Regions from separate parts of the Triticum aestivum genome. Here region 2 is linked to region 1. The links are chromatin contacts, called in public Hi-C maps. All regions are on one chromosome and are shown on one strand. The core of a region is the stretch at or near the end of the contact, and the rest is flanking DNA. Distances in the headings are between cores, read along the strand shown.

Region 1 (5,708 bases), core at 1,875-4,374:
TGAAGACTAGGCAGGCAGCAGAACAAGCTTACTCCGACTGGGTGCGAAAGCACGAAGGCAATAGTGTTGACAGTGGCAAGGTTGGAGGTGTCAAAGTGGAATGTGCTAAGGTGGATCGTCAGTTTGGGCGAACTTCATCATCTCCGCCCAGTTCATCACCATTGATGTGTTGTGGTGTTGGTGTGCTAGGTGTGATCATTGTAGGTAAACACATCATGTACGTCGTATGCAACCAAACGCCGTGTTTATGTGCCGCTTGGGCCAATGCAGGCAACCGAACAAAGTGCACTTGCGTATTACCTAATGCAGGGACACTAGATGCAGACAACCAAACAATTAGCAGATGGCGCATTAAGGCCTGTTTTTTTCAACCAAACTAGGTTGAAAATGTATGCGATGCAAGGAACTTTTCACAAGTTAAACCAACACGCCCTAGGTGGGAGGGAGAGCACAATCAGTCCATCAATGTGCTGCAGTTCGTCCGCCCTGTCCCGGATCGGTAAAAAAGAAGCCGAACAGGAACGCGCGGGTTTCCAATCACCTCGCCCACGGTCTGCCCTGACAGGAAACTCGCAACAGGTCAGGTCAAAATTCAATGCGGCTCCGTGCGGACGGCCAAATAGCCCCTCGCGCTCGTACCACCGTATCGGTTTCGATCGAACCGTGCGTGTTGTACCAGCCCAGCCCGTGCCAATCATAGCCGTGGGTCTCCATCAGCGCAAGTACACGGTACACACGCCATAATTTATTAAGGAGTCGTAGTACGTCACAAATCCATTGGAAATCGCGGCTTGCTCATCCACGTCGTGAACGATTTTGAACAGGCCTGGACACAAGCGAGAGCCATCATAAATAATCTTTACAAATTTTACAGTCACTACTAGAGTACTACGGTGTGGATCGTTTGGCGTGTGGTTTTTTATGCTATGTTACGTTCGAATGGCAGCTCAAATGCTAATACTCCCTCCTTTCCGAATTATAAGACTTAGGGGGTGTTTGGTTCCAGGGACGTTTTTGTGTTGGGACTAAAAAAAGTCTTTAGCAAACCAAACAGGAAGGGACTTTTTGCTAAAAATCCTTAGAAGCACCTTCTTAAGAGTCTTTTTTCAAAAAATCCTAGGGACTAGAAAAAGTCCTAGGACTACAGAACCAAACACCACCTTATTTTAACTTTTTTGTTCTTCCAATTTAAAGGGCTAATCTTCATCTCATTTTTAGTTTTCGAGCCGCATTAAATCTTTGCATGCAAGAATTAAAAAGGAACACCCAATGCATGTAATGTTCCTACTCTCTAGTGGCCAAGCATGCATGCATGCATTGCAATTAATTCAAATTAATGCATGACTTTAATTTTGATAGTTTTGTAAAATACGAGATACATTTTATTCACTCACAAAATGCCTTGGTTGATGAGATTTGAGATTTGAGCCCTATAAACCGAAAAAGAGGAAATATATAGGGGACTAATAAACCGGGACGGAGGTACTACTTACTTTTGTTGTTTAAATACTCCCTCCTTTCCGGTTTATAGGGCTTATCTTAAAATTTTAGTTTTTTCCATTTTATAAGGCTCAATTTGGTTGTTTTCCATCACATGTTCAGATTCCAAGGTGTATTAAATCATTGCATGCAAGTATTAAGAGAAAATTGACCAATGCATGTACTTTATGCATGCATGCATTGCAATTAATGCATTGATAAACATAATTTTTTGAGAAAAACAAGAGCATTAATTAGGTGCTTGTGCAAACTGCAAAAAATATTCCACCACTTACCATCTACCTTGGTTGATGAGATTTTTGAATTGAGCCCTATAAACCGAAAAGGAGGGAGTATCCCCTAGGTCCGCGGGTCAACATTGTAGTGCCCTGGAATGTCTGTTTAAAACCATGCTTACAATAATCGCACCAGTGTTGCGTTTGACCTAGTGACCTGCTATGTTTTGTACGCTAGCTACCTCATTTGATTTAGTTTATCAGGTGGGCTCAAAACTCAAGATTAGACGTCTCTTAACTACTGCTGCTACCTCTGTCCCATATTATTTCAGCGATGAACGGAGGAAGTAAAAGAACAATCCCAGCTCCCTCCTCTCTCTTGTCCTGTGCACACCGATGCTCCAATGCCTCTCAACACATCGTATTCCATGAATTAATTATCTGCCGTCGCCATCCCAAAAATACAAATAGTACTACTAGCAGCAGCATTTCAAAGCGCATTTTGCAAGCTGATTTTTTGTATATATTACGTGGAGGGCTAGATAGGTGCACCGTCCGTTTCAAACTCACTGACACGAGAATTGACACAAGGAGGAAATCTTACCCCCCAAGCGATACACCTCTCCTGCTGCGTGGAGCGGTAAAATGGAGGGCACTTTCCATTTGGGTCACCCGTTGAGCTGTCCGCCCGTATGCGAGCAGAGCAGAGAAACCACCTTCTCTTCTCTTCCCTTCACTTTGACCCTACTCATTCATCATCACCACCATCATCACAGCAGATTCACATGGCAACCAGAGGTAGATACGTACACCGGCTAGCCGGCCATGTATGTGTCATCCTGAAGCGAGTGTGCATCACAGCCAGTGCCACTCGGAAGCAAGTGTATATCACAGATAGCCACTCTAAGCTGGTGTCAATGACGTGTTAAGTAGAATGTTACCATCTGTCGGCGCCTATGTTAGCTATGCACAAGCAAAGTAATTTTCTCCTCTCTTTTTCCCCTTACTTAGATTCCACTCATCTTCGGTCAGTAACATGAAACACAAGCTGAAGCAGAGGATGATTACTCTGGGCCTCTGGGGTAGCATGGAAATTTTCACCTCACTTGCATCTTAAGCTTCGGTTTTCAGCTCCTGGTAGAGGCCAAAGTTGCTTACTAGTTGATTAATTTTGGATTGGACCAGTCCAAACTATCTATAGTGGAGTATGGGACAGTGGCACTAATTAATTAATCAAGATTAGACCAGTCCCAAGCCAAGCCAGACTGGTCAGGGAAGCAAGCAAGCAAACAAAAGCATTAGGTCAGCAATGGAAAGCTTCTCCTCTGACACAGCTACACATGCACATCACAACACATCCATCACAACGCTAAACAAAAGCAGCCCTCGACATGTCGCTTCCTCTGAATCCTCTCTGCAGAAAGAGCCAGGCCCCCTTTCTCCTTCCTCCTCCCTCCTCCCACAAAACAAAAGCCCTCTCTTTTCACCTCTAGGCCCCCCTCCCCTCCCCTCCCCAATCCCCCAACTCCAACGCTTGGCTCATCCGCTCTAGATCTCCGCACCGTCTCTTCTCCCCTTTGTTTGCTCTAGCATTTTTATTTCAAGAGGGTGACAAGCGGAGCCGGGCAGAGAGTCTTGGGGTCTTGGCCGGTTCATGAGTAGGGAGAGGAATTCGCATGGAGCGGTCATGTCCTGAGCAGTTGCAGTGGCCATCTCCCTTTGTTCTCTAGCATTTGTCCCTCATGGCTCCTCAACCCCTCAAGATTCGGCGGCTCACGAAGAACTAGATGTAGCCATTAATACTGGAGCGGCCGGTCTCAAGTTTTGGTGTTGCATTTTTTCTGAGGGATTTCTGCATTTATTTTGAGTTCTTTCTGTGAGAGAGTGGCATTCATTCAAGATTCAGGGGGAGCGGGCGCGTGTTGTGCTACTCGCTGCCAGGCTCGTGAAGAATCGGGTTTGAATTTCTGCCTCCTTCTTCCTCGCCGGCGCGGAGGCATGAGGAGGGGCGGGTCCTCGTCCTCCTCGGCGGCGAACGGCGGCGGCGGCGGCGGCCTGGCGATCACCGAGCGGCAGAGGCCGGCGCCGTCGCGCGTGGCGGCGCTGTTCCAGATGCTCGCCAAGAGGAAGCTCTTCTCATCCTCCTCCTCCAAGAAGACCAAGCTGCTCGCCCCAGGTGAGATGAGATTGCCGACGGAGCAGCTGCATTTGCTAATTGCTACAGTATATGGCTCTGTGCAAAATCCGTGCTGTTCCTCAGCTTTCTTCTGTGTCTTTCCCGTTACAGTGCGCGAGCAGAGGTTCTTATCGCCGGGGAGGCCACCCGGCGGCGGCGGCGGGGGCGAGAAGACGCCGGCGGCCAAGAAGAGACCTCTCCTGGTACGCTGCTACATCTTTCCTTCACCTGTTACTAGCATCCGCGCAGTAAGTTTGGTTCTGAATTCTAGTTGATTTTTCCCCAACAAAATTTGCCTCAAAAATATCATTTTGCTTTTCCCCAAGCCAAGATTTTTTCCCTTGGTTTTGCATTTCCTTTTCCTTTTTTTCTTCCTTTTCTCCCCTCCTTACAATCTGTTTAGACAAAGGAAAGTATGTTGGCTGTTGTCTGTTGTAATGAACCGAGTCCTCCAAATTTTCACCTAAATATTTTTTTGAGGGAAATTTTTTCACCTAAATTCTTAACTTCACATCCATGATTTTCTTTCTCAAGAGATTCCCAAAACAAAGTGGTTCTCCCTTTTCATCTGTACCTGGTTGCCCAAGGCTCTCAATGATTTTCCCCCAGCCGTGCAGGTTCAGCATCTACCATTTTTTACACCTTTTCCCTTGCCTCCTTTACAACTTTTCATCATCTCCTTTTCCTATCTGTTCATCTGTATGCTAAATCGCTAGCTCATCCATGCTGCTTTCCTCCAGCTTGATTCTGCAGACTATGCAAGGAGTAAAAGTGAAAGCCATGGCACTAGCCGCTTGCCACCGCCAAGCCAAGACAGCAATTCCAGTGAGATGTGCACCCCGGGTGTGGTTGCCCGGCTAATGGGCCTCAGCTCAATGCCGGCCATCAGCCATGAAAGGTCAGCCAGAGCCACTGACTCTTCCGAGCCCGAGGTCGCCGGTCACCGGAATGAATGCTCTCAAGGTTTGCTTGGTAGCTCAGGGAGCATGGCCACCTCGCATCAGAGGCAGCAGAAGCCAGGGCAGGTCATGGATGAATGGCATGACAATGCCAGCAAGTTCAGTGCAGATTCACAGGCATTGTGGTCAGGGAGGCACCACAATCACAAGGTTGCTTCACCTCTTAAGAGCCCAAGGTCAATTTCAAGCAGGAACAAGGCTCGGCTGATCGAAGCAGCAGCCAGGGTTCTCGAACCCGGTCTGCAGTCCAGAAATCGCCACCGAGCTCAGCGACATGCACGCTTGGAGTATCCATGTAACGGCGATGGTGTGGCGACTACTGCTGCTCCTGCTGCTGCAATACATAAGTCGCCGGATCAATTCTCAAGAGAAATGGGTGATGTTGATGCATCAATGTCTGGTGCTGGCAACGTAGGAGCTGCCTCTCTGCACAATTCTGCTCCCAGACAGTGGTCTGAAGAGAACTGCAAGAAGATTTCTGCTGATAGGAAGCCAAACCAGCATGCACCCTGGCAAGGGCAACCTGGAGGAAACATCAAGGTTTTGCCTGTAAGCAACTCGAGCGAGCTGGTTAGAGTTAAGGAAAGTGATGCGATGATCTTCAATGCTACCGCTGATACATATCAAGATGCCCGGAAAGTTCAGCCGAGGAACGTATCCCGTGGGAATGTTGTTTCTGGCCCTCTCAAGCAGAACAACCTGAAGCAGAACGCGTTGCCTACAGTTTCTAGAACAGAAGATCCACAACATATGATTCAGAGGCAGAAACATAGAAATGGGGAGCAATATGTGGCGAGCACAGGGAAGGATTTTGTTTCGTTAAACAAAAGTATGAAGAGCAGTACATCTTTGAGGTCC
Region 2 (5,708 bases), core at 1,402-3,901, 39 kb before region 1:
AAAGGAACAGGGAAATAAAGAAAAAACGATAAAAACCGAGAAAGAAGTAAGCAAAAGTAAATAAAAAGGGAGAGAAAAATAAAGAAAGCCCAAGTTAAAACCACTGTAATCAATAAAGAAAATCACAAACAAACAAATGGTAAAACCGGACCTGTCCAACCAATAAACAAACAGAAAAGAAAAACCATCGAGACTTCCACCAAGCAAGCGATCTAGCATCATCTCCCGAGCGTTATTGTTGAAATTAGTGGGATTTGCCCTAATATTACTTCTGATAATTCTTAGGAATAATCTATGGGCCCATATGGCCTATTAATGAATTTAGTAACACTGTGCTAGTGGAGGATGTTGGGGACCAACATAAAAGGTGGGTTGTTAGTTCTAAAAAAAGGGAGTTGTTTCGCACACCACTAAGAGTTTGAGAGGAGGGAGTATACAACGAAATTGCCCTTGGGTGGACGGGTGCATCAGTAACTTAAAAAAACATATTTCCACAATGCAAAAAAAATTGTACACACACAAATACAGATATAACACGTTCAAGAAATTTTTATAACAATATGCTTTAATGTGGGGCGTAGACAAAAAACAAATACATAAATGAAAATGGCCAAATCGGTTTTTATTGTGGGGCCGGGATTTTTTGTGCAGCTTGCTAATCATAAAAATTTTGAATGAAAATTCACAGATCCATCGTGAATATGTATAAAATGTTCACAATTTTTTAGATTTTTTTAACTTGAAAATACGATTTTTGAATCATTTCAAAAAGGGGAGCCAATTGCCCCTGTCCACCCAAAAACCGCTCCCGCGTATACAAGCCTTTTTTAACACAGTACAGACGCAAGCGCTCATACATATGCGCATACACTCACCCCTATGAACGCACACATTCGAGAGACTGAGCTGACATATCATCTTGAGATTTACGAAGTCACCGTAGGTGACTCCTCGTCGACGGGAACGTCTCCTCCCTCTAAAAGTGCATTGCCGGAAATCCTGATATCAATCAAGGAATAACACGAGTACAAGGACTTGAACCCTGGTGGACTGAGGATATCACTGCTCGTCTAACCATCCAACCACAGGCCGGTTCGCTATACAAGCCTTATTTTGATGTGTGTGAGGTGCCTTCTTTTTTGTCATATAAGAAAACAAATTGAAATGTTTTTACTGGTGGAAGATGACTCTGTACAATCCTGGTCGTTTCTCTTCTTCTGCCTAGGGGGGAAACGTTTCCCTTACTGTTCTGAGCAGGTCACTTGAAACACTCCTATAAGAGGGCGCTCCTCTTCATGGGCGAGGTTGTGGGAGATACTTCACCCGTTATGTGCCTATCAAGTCATCCCACAACTTTACGCCGCATCAGGCTGGCAATGGTTAACTGTTACCCGCATCCTTACAAGTAATTACTCTATCACGGGATGGGGATGTAGCAGTTTTAATGCCTACGGGGAAGCTGGTAGGTCAAATACCTTACCCAGCGCGCAAGACGGGGATGTGGATGTGATAGAATTACCCTTGCCCGTTATCCGCCTTACCCGTGAAAGGCCTCACATGTGGGCTCTAAAATTAATAGACCCCGGGTAGTTCTTGCACTTACCCACACAAATTTCCACCCATCCCACCCTTTGACCAAAAGCCCTAAGAAATCCCTAACATAACCACATTATATTGTTTATTGTGCAGAAATGCTATTTTTTCTACGGAAATGCTATTGAAGGTTGTTGATTGCATGTAGCCATGGGGATAAAAAATCTGACGGAGATGGGGATGTGAATCTTTTTATCCCCGCAAAGGGATATGGGGACGGGCGCGGGAATGCTGTTGCGGGGACGGGGACGGGAGTGCAATACCCGCGTGGGTAATCCCCATTGCCAGGCGCCGCCGTCGTACGTCTTTCACGCCTCTCTTCTCAGCGTGCATCGGCAACCGAGACAGCAGCCCTCTGGAATCTCGCTACTTGTGGCCCTACACGGGAGAGGGGCGATCAGTTTTTTGGAAGCGGTATAGTGCGGCTGTTGGATTCGACTACTTCCCCAACGGCGACTTCTTCCCCGACATCGATATGAACATGTCTTGTTGATGATGGTACCACGACGGTGACACACCACTTCATCCAGCGTGTCGTTTGTGTTTTTATCCCTCAGGTTAGGAGTTGCTTACGGATTATTAGTACTATCAATTGACGTGGACATGTTGTTTTCATCTTATCTATCAGATTAGTTCCGTCTTATAATATAAGAGCGTATTTTTACACTAATATACAGGGAATTGCTCAAAATCTTGAGCGGTCTCCCTGTAGCTCCGTCCACGGTCTCCTGGTCGCGTCACCTTGAGGTCGGGTGGCTAGCGCTGGGCCGGCCGATCCTCCTGGGCGGAAAGGAAAGCGGAATCGACACCTGAGAAACGGCGGGAATCGGCACGCACGCAGGTCCCCTCCCCGCCCGCGACGCTTTCCAGCCGTCGGTGTGTGTGGGGCGGCGCAAGTGGCCTGCAGGCGGCGTGCGGAGCAGTGCACACGGGCCCGGCGGGTGCAGCTGCAGCTGCAACTAGCCTAAAAAAAAAAAAGCTGCAACTTCTGTGCTGTGCCGTGCCTTTCCCGTGCATTTGCCACTTGGGCAGCACGTGTATGCACACCACGCACCCATGCATGCTCGCTCGTTCGACCGTTGGTCCCGTCCATGGGTTGCTCAGCGCAAGTGTGCAATGGTCGAACCACTGAGGTCAACGCTGGAGGAACGTTAGTTGAGAGGGAGGGCCCGATGGATCGAGCGGCCACAACCGGAGGCTGAGGGTGGGAGGGAGAGCACGACCAGCCATCAATGTGCTGCAGTCCGTCTGCCTGTGCCGGATCGGTAAAAAAGAAGCCGAGCAGGAACGCGCGGGTTTGCAATCACCTCACCCCCTGGTCTGCCCTGACACGAAACTCGCAACAGGTCAGGTCAAAATTCAATGCGGCTCCGTGCGGACGGCCAAATAGCGCCTCGCGCTCGTACTGGAGTAGTACCACCGTATCGGTTTCGATCGAATCGTGCGTGCCGTCTAGTACCAGCCCAGCCCGTGCCAATGATAGCCCGTGGGTCTCCATCAATGGAAGCACACGGTACATGCGCCCCGGTTTATATCATGGAAGTAGTATACGTCATAAATCTGTCGGAAATCGCTCCCGGCTTGTGATCCACGTCGTGAACGATTTTCAACAGGCAGGCGAGAGCCACCGTTCCTAGTGGATTCTTAAAGCACGGGAATAGGAAAATTAAAGGATTGAAATGGCATGCCTATTTGAATCCTGTAGGATTAGTACCGGCGTGGATGCTTTCCAGTGAAGGGCTTATTTGATTCGCGGGGTTTTGAAAACGCAGGAATAGGAAAAGTATAGGATTGAAGTGGCAATGACCACTTGAATCCTATAGGATTAACAAGGAGTGTTTGATGTCACAGAAAATCAAAGATATTGCAAAAAGATGTTGGGATGTATGTTAGATTTTCTATGAAATGTAGTACAAAAGATTTCATAGAAAAAATTCATATAAATTCAATCATATGAATCAAAAGACACGTAGGAAAAATTCCAAAGGATTTCAATCCTCCAAAAATCTTATAGAATATCTTTGTATTAAAGGAGCCCGAAATGTAGTACACATGATTCCATAAAAAAAATCTATAAGATTCAATCCTATGAATCAAACGATCACTAAAGGAATTTTTTTTAAGGATTATAACCCTCCAAAAATCCTATGAAATTCCCTTGAATCAAAGGAGCCTTTACAGTTTTTTTTCGCATCAACAACTCTATTTCTCACATAGACAAAACGTTTACAACTTGAGGACGAATAAAGCCAGGCATAGTAATCTCTCAGAATTCAGACGAACTAGACATAACGAAGTGTTTGGCCAAACTATCAGCGACTGAATTAGCTTCTCTGCAACGGAAACAATAGGCAACACTTGTAAAGTCCAAAGCTATTACAGTTTCACGGTTACTGCTGTGTTTAGAGTGTGGTTTATGCCTCTAGTTCCGTTCGGGTGGCAATCCAAAAGCAAATCTCTGTTATTTAAATCGCTTCTAGGTCGACTGGTCAACATTGTACCGTGGAATGTCTGTAAAAAGACATGCTTAAAATAATCCCACCAGTGCTGCGTTTGATCCAGTGACCTGCCATATTTTGTACTCTTGCTAGCGATATCTGATTAAGTTTACCAGGTGGGCTCAGAACTCAAGATTAGACGTCTCTTAATTATTTCTTTTTAAAGAATCCCAGCGCCCTCTTCTCTCTTGTCCTGTGCGCACTGATGCTCCAAAGTATCAACACATCGTATTCCATCAATTAATCATCTGCCGTCGCCATCTCAAAAATATAAATAGTACTAGCGGGATTTCAAAGTGCATTTTTCAAGCCGATTTTCTTTTATACGTGGAGAGCTAGATAGGTGCACCGTCCGTTTTAAAACTCCCTGACATTTCTTTTTTCTTAAAATAGGACACAAGAATAGACACTATGAGCCTACTCATTCATCATCATCGGCCCTGTTTGGATACTCTAATTCAGTTAGAGACTAACCCTAAACTAACTCTAACCAAAGAGGTGTTTGGATGGCAGGGTTAGATGGAGCGCGGATACGGCGAGGTGCCTTCACGGGCGGTGCGAGAGGGAGGGAGGGAGAGGACGAGAAGCTTCGAGGAAGTGGGGAGGGATCTGCTGCGGGGAGAGCGAGAGAAAAATGTGTTTTTTTTAGTGGTCCCGAGAAGAACTAATCCAAATAAGCACCTCTTGGGTGGGTTAGATTTTTTGGATAGGTTAGATGCATCTAACCCAAACTAACCTTCCCGTTTGGATATTTTTGGGTTAGAGCAACTCCAATGGGGCGACCCATTTCGTCCGCCCGCGTCCGTTTCGGTTGGCGCGGACAAAAGTGGTGGCCCAACGCGCCGACCCAAACGGACGCGCATCCGTTTTTCGTCCGCGGGCGACCCATTCCAGGCCCAATTTTGAGCCGGATTTGCGTCGGCGCGCGCCTACTCCTCTCCCCCGGCCCGCCGGTCGGTGGCAGACACCACCATTTCCCCCCATTTTCCACAAAAACGCTCCCGCCCGCGCGCGCCCCCGACCCCCCCAACCAGCCATGGAGGACGCCATCGACCTCGACCTCGACGCCGCCGCCGGCCTCGCCTCGTCCGGCGCCGTCGCCCCCTCCGGGAAAGGCAAGCCTCGTGCCCCGCGCAAGAACGCCACCGCGACCAAGCCGAAGAAGGCGCTGACGCCGAACAGCGGGCAAGGGAGTCGGCCAAGAGGAAGGGCCGGAGGCACGCCGCGGACGCGAGGGATGAGGCCGCCGCGCAGGCCGCCGCCGCCGTCGCCGCCGCGCAGCAGGAGTTCACCAACGCCCGCGTCGCCGCGGCAACGAGGGAGGCGCTCTACATGCTAGGGGTAAACCCTAGCCAGCACAGCGTCCTCCAAGCCGCCGTCGCCGCGGCCAGCACCGGCTCGTCGGCGTTTCCTCGGATGGTGATGCCCGACTCACCCCGCGCGTCGGCTTGCAACCCGGTCCCCGGCTTCCACGTCTACCCGCAGGCCTCCCGCCTCTCCAGGGAGTGCTCACCCGACGTGAGCATGGTCGCACCTTCCACGCCTGCGCCCGCGCCCATCGACCTCAACGCCACCCCGGTGGTCGGTGGCTCGTCGTCCGGCGGCACAAGGAATCGC

The links. Hi-C and Micro-C count contacts between places; a contact is called where the count stands out from the background.
Region 2: a Hi-C map of leaf shows a contact between it and region 1, with 2.6 times the contacts expected there. The contact joins the enhancer-like site here to the promoter of LOC123182936 in region 1. A contact is called at or near these places in 3 of 5 Hi-C or Micro-C datasets (leaf and root).

Annotation. Positions count from the first base shown.
Region 1 is chr1D:459,657,099-459,662,806 of IWGSC CS RefSeq v2.1, reverse strand. LOC123182936 reads left to right here and starts at 3,124. Exons shown (of 5, transcript XM_044595634.1): 1 at 3,124-3,891; 2 at 4,003-4,094; 3 at 4,632-5,708. The coding sequence starts at 3,714.
Region 2 is chr1D:459,695,509-459,701,216 of IWGSC CS RefSeq v2.1, reverse strand. No RefSeq gene overlaps it. Among protein-coding and RNA genes, the nearest start is that of LOC123175301, 27 kb to the left of the region's middle. Within about 2 kb of position 2,651, at least 6 of the 8 cell types and tissues checked have an H3K27ac peak or open chromatin away from gene starts, as enhancers often do. A contact at or near this core is called in leaf, where this site is marked.